Regions from separate parts of the Anas platyrhynchos genome. Here region 2 is linked to region 1. A link is a contact called in public Hi-C data. All regions are on one chromosome and are shown on one strand. Each heading gives the region's core, a stretch centred on a gene start, on an enhancer-like site or on the middle of the called end of the contact. The rest is flanking DNA. Distances are from core to core; before and after follow the strand shown. Region 1 overlaps PPP6R2 (protein phosphatase 6 regulatory subunit 2). Region 2 holds the start of LOC106017618.

Evidence for each region. A called contact is a pair of places that touch in the nucleus more often than the background predicts.
Region 2: a contact with region 1 is called in a Hi-C map of skeletal muscle, with 1.9 times the contacts expected there. The contact joins the promoter of LOC106017618 here to the enhancer-like site in region 1. A contact is called at or near these places in 2 of 8 Hi-C or Micro-C datasets (skeletal muscle and subcutaneous adipose tissue).

The regions. Positions count from the first base shown.
Region 1 is chr1:891,765-898,727 of IASCAAS_PekinDuck_T2T, reverse strand. It overlaps PPP6R2 (protein phosphatase 6 regulatory subunit 2), which reads left to right. Exons shown (of 25, transcript XM_027461922.3): 8 at 1,745-1,858; 9 at 3,101-3,227; 10 at 3,730-3,882; 11 at 4,533-4,736; 12 at 5,393-5,457. Among named protein-coding and RNA genes, the nearest start is that of PPP6R2, 58 kb to the left of the region's middle. Within about 2 kb of position 4,132, at least 2 of the 8 cell types and tissues checked have an H3K27ac peak or open chromatin away from gene starts, as enhancers often do. A contact at or near this core is called in subcutaneous adipose tissue, where this site is marked.
Region 2 is chr1:987,521-994,483 of IASCAAS_PekinDuck_T2T, reverse strand. It overlaps LOC106017618, which reads left to right and starts at 4,101. Exons shown (of 12, transcript XM_027461954.3): 1 at 4,101-5,158; 2 at 5,812-5,855; 3 at 6,150-6,213; 4 at 6,426-6,566. The coding sequence starts at 4,673. It overlaps GCC1 (GRIP and coiled-coil domain containing 1), which reads left to right. Exons shown (of 3, transcript XM_027461946.3): 3 at 1-3,958. The coding sequence ends at 1,275.

The sequences.
Region 1 (6,963 bases), core at 2,883-5,382:
GAATTGTACAAAGCTGCAGTTTGAGGTTTGGCTCATACATCATGGGGATGGTCTTCAGCTGCTGCTTCGTCTTCCTTCCCTCTCCCTCCCAGCTGCCCTCTCTTGTGTGGTTTTCTTTGTCTGTGCCATGCGTTGCATGTTTTCAAGCGCTACCTGTAACTTCCATGAGATAAATAAAAATGCTTTTGCACTTTCAAAGAGTGTTTCTAAAATCGTTATACCACTTCACTATTTAGAAGAAAAAATGCTTTGAACAAAAGTGACTTTTTGCACCGCTGACGTTTCTGCTGGTGGCACACAGCTGTCACCCATCTCGTTTCTGTCACTTATTTCATTTCTTTTCTCTGGTAATTTTTCCAGGCATTACTGGTCACCTTTTTTGATCTTTGGATAACATTTTTTTATCTAGGAATCAGGAATTAATGACCAAGTATTGGTGCAAGAAGGAGCCATGATTAGGGTTACAGAATAAATATCAAATCTAGATTGTCAATAACTATTTTCTAAACTGTCTGCAGCAGTTTGTTTCGTAGATTACCTGGATGCAACAAAAGTGAATTCGGGTAATCACAGTACACGGTTACTTTTTCCTTACTCTGCCACTTGAGCTTGTGCTGATAGAGTGTATTTAGATGCTATTTATTAAAATAGTTTTATCTCATACATTATTAATGTATTTTTACACTTTTATCTCATCATATGTAAATGAGATTTTTTCAAATGTTAGGAAATAGTAAAAATTAGACCGTGAACTTGAGTAATACTGATTTTAGCTGGATATGTGATTTAGTACCTCAAGAAGGGCACTTGCCGAGTACTGGATTTTGGAGAAATTTCATTAACATCTGCAGAATTAGCATGGGGAGAGAATCTCAGCCCAGAGGTGGAAGCAGGCACTGCTCTAGTCACTAGCTACAGATGGGTAACAGTGCCAGCCGAAACCTCGTGTTCCTCATAACTTTTATTCATTTAATATAGGAGATAGCGGAGAGAAAAATGTGTTGTTACCTTTGTGATGATTGTTTTTCAATTCTAAGGTTGTTTTTGAGTTTCAAAATCATTTTAAAGACTATAAAGAAATGTCACGATTCATTTTGACTCCAGGAGTCTTCAAGACTTCACTTGGTGATCCTTCCACCTGGCCCCAAATCTGTCAGGATTTGGAAGGTATCTTGATTTAAGGGCTCAAAGAGATAGTGAATGGATGAAAATATTTCAACTGGATAATAGCTAAGACTATTACAAATATGCATATTATTTACGATTTTGTTGACCTCTCTTTCCTGGATCTTACTATGCCAGTGGCAAATGATAAGGGTCAGCTTCCAATGTTTGTTTTCTTTCTTCTGGTATTCTGATGGATAGTTTTAGACTATGAGCTCATAGCTTCATATTGTCTTTAATGAATTGACCAAGTTAACACTTTGATTGTTTTCCAGTGTATAATTAAGAGGTGGGTCTTGTTGATACAGGAGAACCAGCTTTATTTGGGAGTCCAGGTGTTGGTTAACTAGGTCTTACCTAGTGATGCGTAAGCAACTTCGGAACCTAATGCAGAAGCATTCTTGTCTTTGCAAAGTGGAATGTCTCTATTTTTTCTTAAAAACAAAACAAAACAAAACAACCACAAACAAAAAAAAACTTCTTCTTTTGGAAAAAACAGAAGTGGGCTTTTCTGGTGACTAAAGCAGCTGCCAAACATTTCTGATTCTAATACTGCTAATGTGTGTGTGTTGATCAACAGGCAGGAATGTGTGGAGCAACTCCTGAAGAATATGTTCGATGGAGAACAGACTGAAAATTGCATAGTGAATGGAACACAAGTTCTTCTAACATTGCTGGAAACAAGGCGCTCTGGGTAAGTCAGCACACTTCCTTCCCCAGCACGAACAGTGTTAGGAATTCTGGTCTAGTTTTAATTAAGAAAAAAAATTGGGGGTTGGGAGGGGGAATTTTTTTTGACCTAACATGAAATGCTGTGTAGAAATGGGTACAAGAAAAGCTGGTGGTTTTTTGTTTGTTTGATGCAGTGCCTGTACTTCATGACAGCCAAAAAAGAGCAGCTTGGCTTTTTTAGGGGCTCTTCCAGTTCTCGTGCACGTGTGTAGCAGAGTTGTGTCTGTTATATCAGAGATCTCACAGCAGAATATACACAGAATGGGGGACAATGCTATAGCAGGCCTAATCTGTCTGATAGTGTGTATGTGGCTATATAGTTTTAATTTTGTTTCTCAAAACTATATCATGTTTTTATTTCTTTTTATGGAGATAGAGGAGAGGTGGCAAAAGAGGGTTCTGGGGAAGAGAGACACTGGAGGTCCCACTTCTTAAAAAAGAAGAAAATAATGAACAGTGGCAAATCTAATGGAAGATTAGGAAGAGTTAGTGAAGAGAGAAGCAGACAGAAGATGGCACTGGGCAAACAACTTGTTACTCAGAGAGTCACGTACAGTTAAAACTGAGAAGTTGAGATACTGATTCTGCTGTGTCTTGTGCTTGGGATCTCTGAAGATTTATGAGTTAGAGACTTAAGTGTTCCAATCTAGAACATGCCTGCCTTGCTGAAATGAAAGCATTTATTTTATTCCAATATGAGACTTTGCTGTTGGAAGGGGCTATTAATAGTTGTTACGATTTACTGCTTACCAGCGAAGAGGTCTGACTATGAGCATAGCTACGTGTCTGCTCTAGCATTTCACTAGATAGGATACTTAGGTACATCTTTTGCAACACTTGCAGAAAGTTTTTTCTAGTTTTTAACAAATGTTTATAGATACAAACATCTGCTGATGCATTTTACTCCTCAAATATTTGTGAAGTTTTAAAACCAGGAAGCACTTCAGTAATTTGTCTTTGTCAGCTCCACAGACAGCTTGTTCTCTGTCTTCCCACTCATCTCATTCACAGCTTTGATTATGTGAATATCATCTTGCAAATAATATAATAACATAGTTACGTAAATACCTTCAGTAGCTGTCTGTTATTATTCTTCATGTTCATAGTTGCTTTTCAAGAGAAAATAACCAACATGGACAGCGTGCCTAGAGGCCATTTCAAGATTTTTTCAAATCTTGACTGTTGTGCTTTTTGCTTTTTACAGGGTGGAAGGACTGATGGACTCATACACTCAGGGATTTGAAAGGTCTTACACTGTCAATAGCAGCATCTTACATGGTATTGAACCAAGGCTAAAAGATTTCCACCAGCTGCTGCTCAGCCCTCCCAAGGTAAGGCATCTCATCTTTCTCAGCAGCAAATTGCTGCTGGCTTGGATTTCAGGGTTTCCTCTTACTTATTCATGGGATTCCTGGGTATTTCTGAAAGTTGAGACAGGCAAACTCTACCTTATATCTTTTGAAGAAAAATTCACACTTAATGTTCATAATTCACGTGCTTAGGAAATAGGCAGTAGGAATTGAAAGCCAGTGCGTTGTACTTGAGGAAAACTAAGAAGCACAGAGATGTGACCGATGGTTTATGTAAGGGTGGCTAGGGAGAGAAAGAGACTTCTAGTTAGTGGATATTTTGATCTCACTCTTCAGTTCTGGAAGTACAAATCTAATAGTAGTTACAGGACACTGTTCCTGTGTGGGAAGGTAATTTAGGTTTACCTGCAGAGAATATTTACGTAAGAAAAATAAGTAGTTATATTTAGGCAAACCGATGTGCATATATACTAAAGGGAATGTTGATCTCTGTTGAGGTTCTTAATATCTGTTTCTCTGATAGAAAACAGCAATCCTAACTACAATTGGTGTCTTGGAAGAGCCACTGGGGAACGCTCGTCTTCACGGATCTCGTCTAATAGCTGCTCTGCTTCACACAAACACTCCCAGTATTAATCAGGAACTATGCAGACTCAGTACCATGAATTTATTACTTGTGAGTAATACAGTGTGACACTGCAAACGGTGGGGGGGAAACGGCTTCAAACCGAGAGCGTTTTTACTTTCCCTTTCATCTGTTTAGTGCAAGGTAGTTTGTGTCATGTGTGCCAGTCACACATTTCCCTAATCTGCCGAAAGAAGGAGCTTTTGTAATACAATTACGGTTGCTTAATATGTTGAACCAAACATCTTGCTTCAAGTTTATTGTTACAAGAGTTCAGTAGTGCGTACGCCAAATAGTCTGGTTATTGGGAAAGCTCGGGGACCTTGTGGAGACACGCCTCATAATGCTGAGAGCTGACTGCCGTTATAAGCAGGACAGTCTTTCAGAAAATTATTTTTATACTTACAAATTTTGTTAATATTTTTCACTCACGGAATAGCTAACATTATTTTCAGTGTTCCTGTGTTACGAGAGCCCTAGCTGTCGATGAGGTCGTTTCCGTTGTGCTCAGTTTGTAGCTAATTATGCATCAGAGCAGAGAGCACTGAGCACACTCAGATATAAGTGGATCCTAAATTCTTTTTAGTGTAATTGCTGATTAAACAATTACTTGAGCAGTGTTCTAATATCATTTGATTGTTAAAAATGGGAAAGTGTATTTAGAATGATTTTTAGTTTGTTTGTTTCTCGTTTTATTCCAGGACTTATTTTTTAAATACACATGGAATAACTTTTTGCATTTCCAAGTGGAATTGTCCATAGCAGCTATTCTCTCACACTCTGTGCAAGAGGGAAAAACAACTACTAATGACCTAGAAAGCAAAGAAGAGGTGCTGAATGGAAACGTGGCCACAGAGAACTTAGAGGCTCCAGAAAACAACACCGAGAATATCATGGTTACTCATGTAAGTCTGGTCATGTCACCTGAGAATTTTAGACTGATTGATTCAGTCTGAATATGCATTAGCAGGAGAATGATGTGATGAACTGTCCAAGAGCATGGAGTTTATTTAAAAGTGTTTGGATATAACTTGGTTCTGCCGGTTCTGGTTGGAACTGTATTTGCTTTTGTAAATTTGTTTTTAGCATTTGGTTACTAGGAAACATACCACCCATCACATTTAATGGGCTTGTGAATTCCATCTTATTTTTTTATAAAGATGCATATAAACTTTGGACAAAAAAAAGAACCATTATAGTAACTACAACTAACTAACCACATGTTAGCTTCTCTATTTTGGCCCTAATGATGGAAACATTTTGTTGTATTTGTAAAGTGACAACAATTATTCCTACTTTGGGGCTTGTGAAGCTCAAAACCAGACTGAAGATGTTTGTATGTTTTGCTGTTTTCCATGGATCCTCTGAGAAAAAAAAAATGAGAAAGAAGAAACTTGAGCTCTTAAGAAAGATAAGTGCTGAACTTTAAGTTCTTGTTCAGTAGGAGTGAAGGAATGAGTGAAAGTAACTCTAGTTCAGTACAGGCTTCCTAAGGCATGAGTATTTCTTTGGCAAACTTTTGAAATGTTCTTCCTCTCTCTTTTTTTTATTTTTTCTCTAGTTGTTCCAGAAATGCTGCCTAGTGCAAAGGATATTGGATGCCTGGGAAGCCAATGACAAAATACAGTAAGGGATTTGGGGTTCAGAAGGCCTTGTTCCAGGGCTGCAGATGTTGAATATTCACTTGAAATATACTTGCAGTTATTTGGATTATTTACAATTTAGTGGTGTATGGATTTTGATTTTGATTATGATTTGGGATCTCAACTATTTGCATGTTAAAAACCAAATTCACCAGATAGGTGTATAATGTGAAAGCATGAATGTTTTTATTGTTTATAACATTTCAACCCAAATACACAATGTGCTTCTTTCCTGCTTTGTCACAAAATGTTACATAGCATTTTAACTTTTTCTTCCTTTTTTTTTTTTTCTTTTTATAAGTGCATAATTATATTTCTCTAGAGTGAGCAGCTGCATAGAAACTGAGATGGGCAAGCTTATTTGCCCTAGATTGCACATTTAATATTCTAACTGTATAAAATGCTTAGATTTAGACACCTCCCACCAGACCCTAAACATTTCCAGGGATGGGGCACCCCCAGCTCCTCTGGGCAGCCAGCACCAGGGTCTCACTGCCCTCATAGTAAAGAATTTCGTCTTATATCCAACCTAAATCTCTTCTCTGTTAGTTTAAAGCCATCCCCCTGCCCTTCCCCTCACACACAGTCCCTCCCCAGCCCTCCTGCAGCCCCTTCAGGCCCTGGCACCCCGTTGGGAGCTCTCCCCGGAGCCTGCTCCTCTCCAGGCTGAGCACCCCCAGCTCCCTCAGCCCCCCAGCAGAGGGGTTCCAGCCCCTGCAGGACCCTCTTGGCCTCCTCTGGCCTTGCTCTGCCACGTCCCTGTCCTGCTGCTGGGCCCAGAGCTGAACGCAGGCTCCAGGTGGGGTCTCAGGAGGTTGGTCCCTCCTCCTTGTTTTTCTCTCTTTATAGCTTCAAAGTTCACTGTAGTCCCACTCTATTTTAGGCTCGCTGTCAGGCCTGCAACCCCTTGGGCAGTCGATAACAAATTTTGCTGATGGTTTTATTGCACAGCTGTCATAGTGCACAGATGTAGCAGAAATATCTGTGGTTCTTGCTGAAGAGTTTTCCTCATTAAATTAGATGGGGACTAGGACTCATACATATTTCATGGCAAACAGTTCCAGTCACCACGCTGCAAAGAATCTTAGTGGTGAAAATAAATACTGAGCTAACAGAGAGGTATCTCAGATGGTGTCCCTTCAGAAGTTTGAGTTCATACAAAGATAATTTTATGTGCTCGATGAGGGGATGGGATGAAGCCCTAGGACCCCCAGGGGCAGAGGTTCCAAGCTGAGAGCTTGGGAGCTAATTCTTAAAAATCAGCAGAGGGAATGGTGGTAATGTGTTCTCCTGTTGGAACATGGAATTTCTCTTGGGGTTCTCCTGATTTTAGGTGTTCCCTGCATTTTTGATAAAGGACTTTGTAACTGCTAGAACTTAACTTCTACATGCAGCACGTAATTATTTTACTGCAGTACATTTGCCTCGGTAGTTAGAATTTAAAATAGGTAAATTCTGGTCATCAATACGAATTTATAGGAAACAGCAG
Region 2 (6,963 bases), core at 2,852-5,351, 96 kb before region 1:
GCCCAGATGGAGGAGCAGCGAGTGGCTGACCTGGAGGGGCAGGTGTCCGAGGTGTCGGGACTGCTCGGCACCTACGAGAAGGCCAAGCAGAAGGACCAGCTGGTCATTCAGAAGCTGAAGGACCGCATCGTGCAGCTGGACCAGGAGAACAAAACCCTGGCCATTGCCGCTTCCAGCCGCTCCCCGGTGGATGTCAGCGTAGAGGAAGCCAACCTGGATGTGAATGTCCTCAAGGACAAGATGGAGAAGCTGAAGAAGCTCCTGCAGGCGGCGGCGAAGAGGAGCCAGCCCGCCCTGGACATCGAGAAGCTGTGCGAGCTGGAGCTGCCGAAGGGCACTGAGGCTGCGGACGGTGAGAAGGCCACCGCTCTGTACTACCAGCAGGAGCTGAAGCAGCTGAAGGAGGAGTTTGAAAGGTACAAGATGAGGGCGCAGGTGGTTCTCAAGAACAAGTCCGTCAAAGACGTCAACCTGGCTAAAGAACTGGAGGAAGCTCAAGAGCAGCTGGCGGACCTGAAGGAGAAGTACGTCGTGCTCCAGCTGTCCGCGGAGGAGACGGAGAAGCAGCACCAGCTGGACGTGGAGGCCAGGAGGCAGGAGTTGTCCCACCTGCAGCAGCTTCACAGGCAGGAACTGGAGCGCTGCCAGCTGGACTACAGGGAACGGGCGCTGAAGCTGGAGGAGGAGATGCACAAGCAGCGGGACCGGGCACTGGCGGTGCTGGCGGAAAAGGACCAAGAGCTGGAGCAGCTGAGAGCCATCGTGCTGCCTTACGCCGGGCTTCAGGGCCCCAAAACCTACGGGGCACCAGGTGCCGACGTTGCCGGCGCTGATTCAGCAGCCGAGGATTCCTCTGAGGTCCTCCCCCAGGCTCTGCACCTCTCTGCCAGCAACGAGCCCACCTTCTTCTTGTACGCGGAGCAGCTGGCTCGCAAGGAGGTGGAAATCGCAGCGCTGAGGAAGCAGAAGCACAAGCTGGAGATGGAAGTGCACCAGCTGCAGGAGAAAGTCCTGGCTGAGGGGGAGAAGCACCGGGAAGAGGTGACGGCGCTTCAGAACGAGATCCAGAAGAACTTCAGAGACAAGAGCAGGGAGGGGGCCAACCTGGAGTACCTCAAGAACATCGTCTACAGGTTCCTGACGCTGCCGGACTCTCTCGGGCGCCAGCAGACTCTAACTGCCATACTGACCATTCTGCATTTCAGCCCAGAAGAGAAGCAAACGATCAGGAAACAGTCGGCTTACAGCAGCTGGTGGCCCTCTGGGAAGAGATGAGGTGGTCGGTGCTACCCCCACCAGCTCTTGCCCAGTAACACGCTTCTGATTCCCAGTTAGGACCGGGGCAGCCTCTTCCCAGCTGTGCGAAGGAGCAGGGAGCTTCCAGCAAAGACCTGGGCTTAGCTGGTGCTGTTAGCACTGGTTTAAACAAATTGTGCCAACTGCTCTGGTGGTATCACAGTGCTCTCTGCTGTGAGGATTTGCTCTGAGGTGGAATTTGACTTAAAAAATATATATATATATACGGATGCTTTTATTTTTTTAACAAAAAAATCTCTACTTGTCAGGCGTGGGGTGAGGAGCTCTGTTAGGGTGGAACTTGCTTGGGTCTTGAAATGCTGTGCAGGCTTGTGACTCAAATTTAAAAAGGGGAAAAAAAAAAAAAGCACTTAACGTGGTGGTAAAATCAAGGAAGCCAAGCTGAAAGCCTGCAGGAAGGATGAGTCTTAATTACCAGCAGCATCCAAATGCAGCAAATCTTGAGCAATTTCTCAAAAAGTCTCATGACCTAGCACCAATTTTGTACCAGTGTCTGCAGCAGCCCCTCGTAGCGCTGGGGACCACCAGAGGACACTGCATGAAGCTGTTCTCTCGTTTCTGCTCAGGAATCCTCTCTGTGCTGTTCGCTGTGTTTCCCAGCAGGATTTTCTAAGGACGCCTCGTGACTGCGGGGGGCACACGGTGCCAGCAGAAGGTGCTGTGTGCCGGGGCTGTTAGAGCTGGGAGCTCAGCCTGCTGACCCTGCCGGGGATGGAAACCAAGCAAGAGGCTGAAACAGGCAACGAGAAACCTTCAGCAGCCACCTTTGAACCCGTGGGAGTTTCACTGAGCTGCTGGGGCTCCGCGGATCTGTTTTGGGGCGAGGCGTCGCTCCTGCTGGGGTGGGAGAAGCCTGAGGAAGCGAGGGGCAGAAGGTGGCAGCTCTGGGAGCGGTGAGGCTGTGCTTTGCTGCCTGGTCCTGGAGGTTCTTGCTTAACTTCCCTGTGAAATGAGCTTGCCAGGAAGGAAGCCGAAGCGTTTTGAAACACCTCAGGTCCTGGTACGCCGCTGTAAGGCCATTGCTGCTCTTTGCAGCTCTGCTCGGGAGCTGCTGGCTCCTGGCTGCTCAGACCCGAGCTGCGAGCCCTGGGTCGGTGGGGGGGTGTCTGCTGTGTGCCTTTTCCAGCTGGCTGCACAGGCAGAGCCTTTGTGGGGGGGGCCACGTCAGCCCCTCTGCCCTCCCTGCTGGACTGGTTGGGAGCAGAGGGAGCAGCCGAGCAGCCGCCCTCCTCCAGGGGCAGGCTCTGTTCCCGGGGCTCTGCCCACCCTGTGGGGGGCCCGATGGATCCCTTGGGTGCTGGATCCACTAGAGGGCACCCCCCGGCCACCCAGGGATGGGGATGGGGCTCCGAAAAGCCAGACAAAAACCAAATCCAGGTGACATTTCGGCTGGAGCTGTGCCCCAGGGGGCCACAGCCTCTGGCTGCTGCAGCTCCTGGAGCCGCCTCACCTGTGGGGGCAAAATCACGCTGGAGGCTCGTTGTGGTGCACTCGCTTTGTTTTAATGAAAGCCTGGGTGCTGAAGCACAACTTCCCCGTCCCAGAGCACGGGAGATGTTTGTAATCATGGGCACCAGGCCTTGTTTAACAGTCCCCAGCCCGCTCACAAATCCCGGAGCTGAGCTAGCACCTCGCAGCTCCTCAGCAGAGGAAGGCAGAGCCTGGAGGGCCTCGTGGTTCACGGGCACGGGGCGTGCAGAGAGCTGTAGCAGCTCGCCAGGGCAGAGCCCTTTTTCCTTTCAGAGCCGTGCCAGCAGTCCTCGTCTCGGTAGCCAAGTTCCTGGAGCCCTCTCCACAGCTCCTGCCTCGCTGCTGGCGAGGAGCAGAGCTCCGCGGGCACCTCTCTGCCAACAACCCCCCGGTGCTAATTTCTCCTCTAAAATTCCTCAGGGAAAAATGCCCCAGGCAGAATCCGCAGCTGACCAAGGAGGTCTTGGAAGGGGGCACCCAAGCCAAGCAGGGAACAGCTCCTGCTGCAGGAAGGTGCCTCCGTGCCGGGGCCAGGCTGAGGCTGCATCCATGTGCTGCTCCGGTGGAGGTGGTGGGGTCAAAATCAGAGAGCTTGTTCCAGGGGTCTCAGGCTTTGAAGCAGTCGTTGGTCCTGCTGAGAGATGTCCCTTCTCCGGTCCCCGTTTGGTGAGATGGAAGCAGGAGGTGCCTGTGGGGCTGGGGGGGGGGCTTCTCAAACCTCATCCCGGTGGAGCAGGACCGCGACGGCTGAGGGCTGCGGCGCTTCTGCTGCCGCCACGCAGGGGGGCTAAGGGAGGGGGGGCCCAGCTCCCACTTTGCTGGTGCTTCCCTGGAGAACGCCTTGACCCCAAGGAGGTGCCAGGTGGTGGTGGTGTGGGGACGGCTGCCGAATGCAGCAGGACCAACTCTGCTGTGCCAGGAGCGCTGTGGGACGGCTCCTGCCTGCTCCTCCTGGGGCCAGGCTGGGCAGGAGGTGAAGGTGAGGAGGGGAACGGAGCAGGGTCCAGCTGGAGCCGTGCTGGGCTGCTGCTCACACTGCGCGGTCCCTTCCTCTGTTCCCCCGTAGCCCCTCTCCTTCCCTCAGACCTTCCCGCACATCCTTCCCTCTTCCCTCTTCCCTCTCCGTTCAGCCAATTCTCTCCCAAATAAACCTGAAATCTCTATATTTGAAGCAGGACTTGGCGTGCTGTTTGGTGAGCTGGGTGGGGGCGCACACCTCGCGGCACCGCAGCCTCCCTGTCAGCACCGGGCACTGCGGGGCTCGGCTGGGCCGTGGAGCTGTCGAGGCGCTGGGTGCACCCGCGGGCTCTTGCACACGCTGTGCTTGGACAGCCAGAAGTGACGTGCTTCGGCTTGTCATCCTGAGCTGATCTCACTGCGGGCTCCTCAGAGCATCTCTGAGCTGCCCGGGCGGCGCTGCGGGGGCTGCGAGCCCCCTGCTTTGCGATGGGGGCTGCACTGGGTGACAGCCCGCAATGGGCAGTGGCTGCAATCAAGCCTGAGCAAACGGAGCAGAGGAGGCTGGGCTGGCTGGGTGGTGGTCCTGGTCTGCACCCTTCTGTGAGAAACATTTTAAGTCTGGAGTTCCTTGTTGGGACCTGCTGGGCCTGGGAGGATCCTGTACGTGGGGGCTTCCCCTGCCAGAGCTTCCTTCTGCGAGCCACACGTGGGGCTGTGTGGGGGCTGCATCCTGCAGCGAGTGGCTGCCTGGCTCCCCATCCCCGCTCACCCCCGGTGCTCGTGGAGTAAAAGGTCTCGCTTCCAGGGCACGCTGGCACCATCAGGCCAGGCAGCCAGGCTGTGGGCTCACCTTGCACAGGGGGTGCCGTGCCTCAGTTTCCCCTTCTCCAGAAGTCATCCTGTGCCTGTAGCAGCAGCTGCGGGGATGCCCACACGTCCTTGTTCGCAGCAGGCTGAGCTGTGGGGATGTGCAGGGACAGAACGGGGCCGCGCTCACGCCTGCGCCCGCGGGAGCTGCCTCTCCTGCTCCGTTCCTGCTCCAGGTGCTCAAGGGGAGGCGCGAAGGCTCTGCCGCACGCCCGCCTGGGCTCCACGAGGGGCCGGTCCCCTCCCTGCTCGCAGGGCTTGCACGCAGCAGCCTGCACGTCGCCGGGGAAGTGCCCGCCGCCCCGGCTGGGCAGGTTCCTCCGGCCGCACCGTGCAGCCAGAGCCGCGGCCAGGTCCCACGGCCGGGCACAGGAGCGAGCCCAGGCGGCTGCGGGAGAGGCTCTGCTGCCAGCGCCACCCCCCCGGCTCCCAGTGTGTCCCCAGGCTGTGCCCGGTGGCAGAGAGGAGACCGAAGGACCTGGCTCGGAGCTGCCCAGCCATGGCCAACGAAGAGGAGCATCCGTCAGCGCTCTCAGACAAGCAGGTAAAGGCGTGCGGAAAGCTGCTGCCAAGCGCTGCAGCCCCTGCTCAGGCCTCGACACCTCCCTGCCTGGGGTCTTTCCTCTCACCAAAGATCTTGGGGGGGTTGGAGATGCATTGTGGGGCGCTGCAAAGGGCGATGGAAACTCGGGCTCCCCTGCAGCAAGGGGGCCAAGCCCATGCAGCCGAGGCCGGGCAGGTTGGCGCTCGCTGGAGCCGGCGTTTCCCGGAGCTGCCGCTCGGCTCCTCGCCGTGACTCAGCCGTGGTCCTGCCGGTTCCTCCACGGCAGCCCCACACCACGCAGCCTGGGAGCTGCTCTCAGCAGCACGGCCCCGAGCGGGACGCGGCTCCGCGGCACTCCCCAGCCCTGGGCGAGGGAAACCGGGCGCCGCCGCGGTGCGCTCTGCCGGCTGCGGGGTTTGTCCCTCGTGGGGCTGGCGGGCCACCAGCCACGGGCCAGCAATGACCGAGGGGCTCCAGCCCCGGGCATGGCCGTGAGCCATGGCGTGGGGAAGGTGCTGTTTTTGCCTCGCTCCTGGCTGCTCCCCAGTGGTGATGGTACCAGGCAGGGATGCCCGTGGGAGCGGGTCCGGCTGTGCCTGGGGCTCTGTGTCCTGAGCCTTGCCCCGTGCTCCTCTTGCTCTGTCCTCTCACAGGTCTTTGTGCTGACGTGCATCTACCTGCCGGCCCTGCTGCTCAGGTGGGTGCTGACCCCCCCAGCCCCTGTGGACATCGCTGGGGGGGGGCAGTGTGAAGCTTCCCTGCCCTCGCACAACCTGCACACGGTGCCTTAGGGTGGGTTTGGGGGACGGCACCGTGCTCAGGCACCTGCAGCTGCCTCGGCCCCTGCACAAAAAGCTTCTGGCAATGGGGGGGTGGGCAGGGGGTGCAGCACGAGGTCCTCGTGTCCTGGGTGTCACGGCTGGGACTCGCGGAGCTCTCCCACAAGTGGCTGCTCCGTGGGGACGTTCACCACTGGCCCCGTCTCTTCCAGCCTCGTGGGCAGTGCCTCAGTCCTCGCTGTCACCTCCCGGCGCAGGCGGTGCTGCCACATCCAGGTGTGTGCTGCGGGCCCGGGGATGTGTTTTGGCCCCCTCTAAGCCAAAGCAGAGCTGGGCCAGCACCGCTGCTGCTGGGCTTCAGGCACAGCAGGGCTGGAAGGGGCAGGGTTGTGGGACACCAGCACCGGGCAGGAGCTGCTCCCAGCTCTGCTCAACACAGCCCTGGGAGGCACTGCCAGCCAGATCTAACACCGTGTCCTGGCTCCCAGCTTCGCCCCCTGTTCCTGCTGGCCCTGGCAGATTTCCTGGCTGCCGCCGTGCTGCTGAGCACAGCCACCATCCAGCTGCTGCCAGCCCCGCTCTTCATCCCGGCGTACGCCGCCTGCCCCTACGGACTGATGCTGGCCACGGTGAGTGGGGCAGCTCGCACCATGACCGGGGCTAATGGGACCGGTGCACCTCCTCCTGTACTGCTGGGAACGGAACAAGACCCCTCTGTGGGAGACCCCTCTGTGGGCTGGAGCATCCCTGGGGAAGTCCCGTGCGGGGAGGCATTGCTCCTACCAAGAGCTGTCTCCTCTTCCCCTTTGTCTGTCCTGAGCCACCACGACGGCTTCCTTGGGGAAGCACAGCCGGCAGCCCCGGGGAGATCGGCACTGCAGCCCCTCCACTTCCCTCTCATCATCCCCATGCCCTTCCTCCAGCCTGGGGTGGCAAACCTGTCACAGCTGTGCCTCGTGGGTACCCACGGGGATAGGTCCAGGAGGGGCTCAGCACCCTGGGGGCAGCTCTGAGGGATGGGGGCCG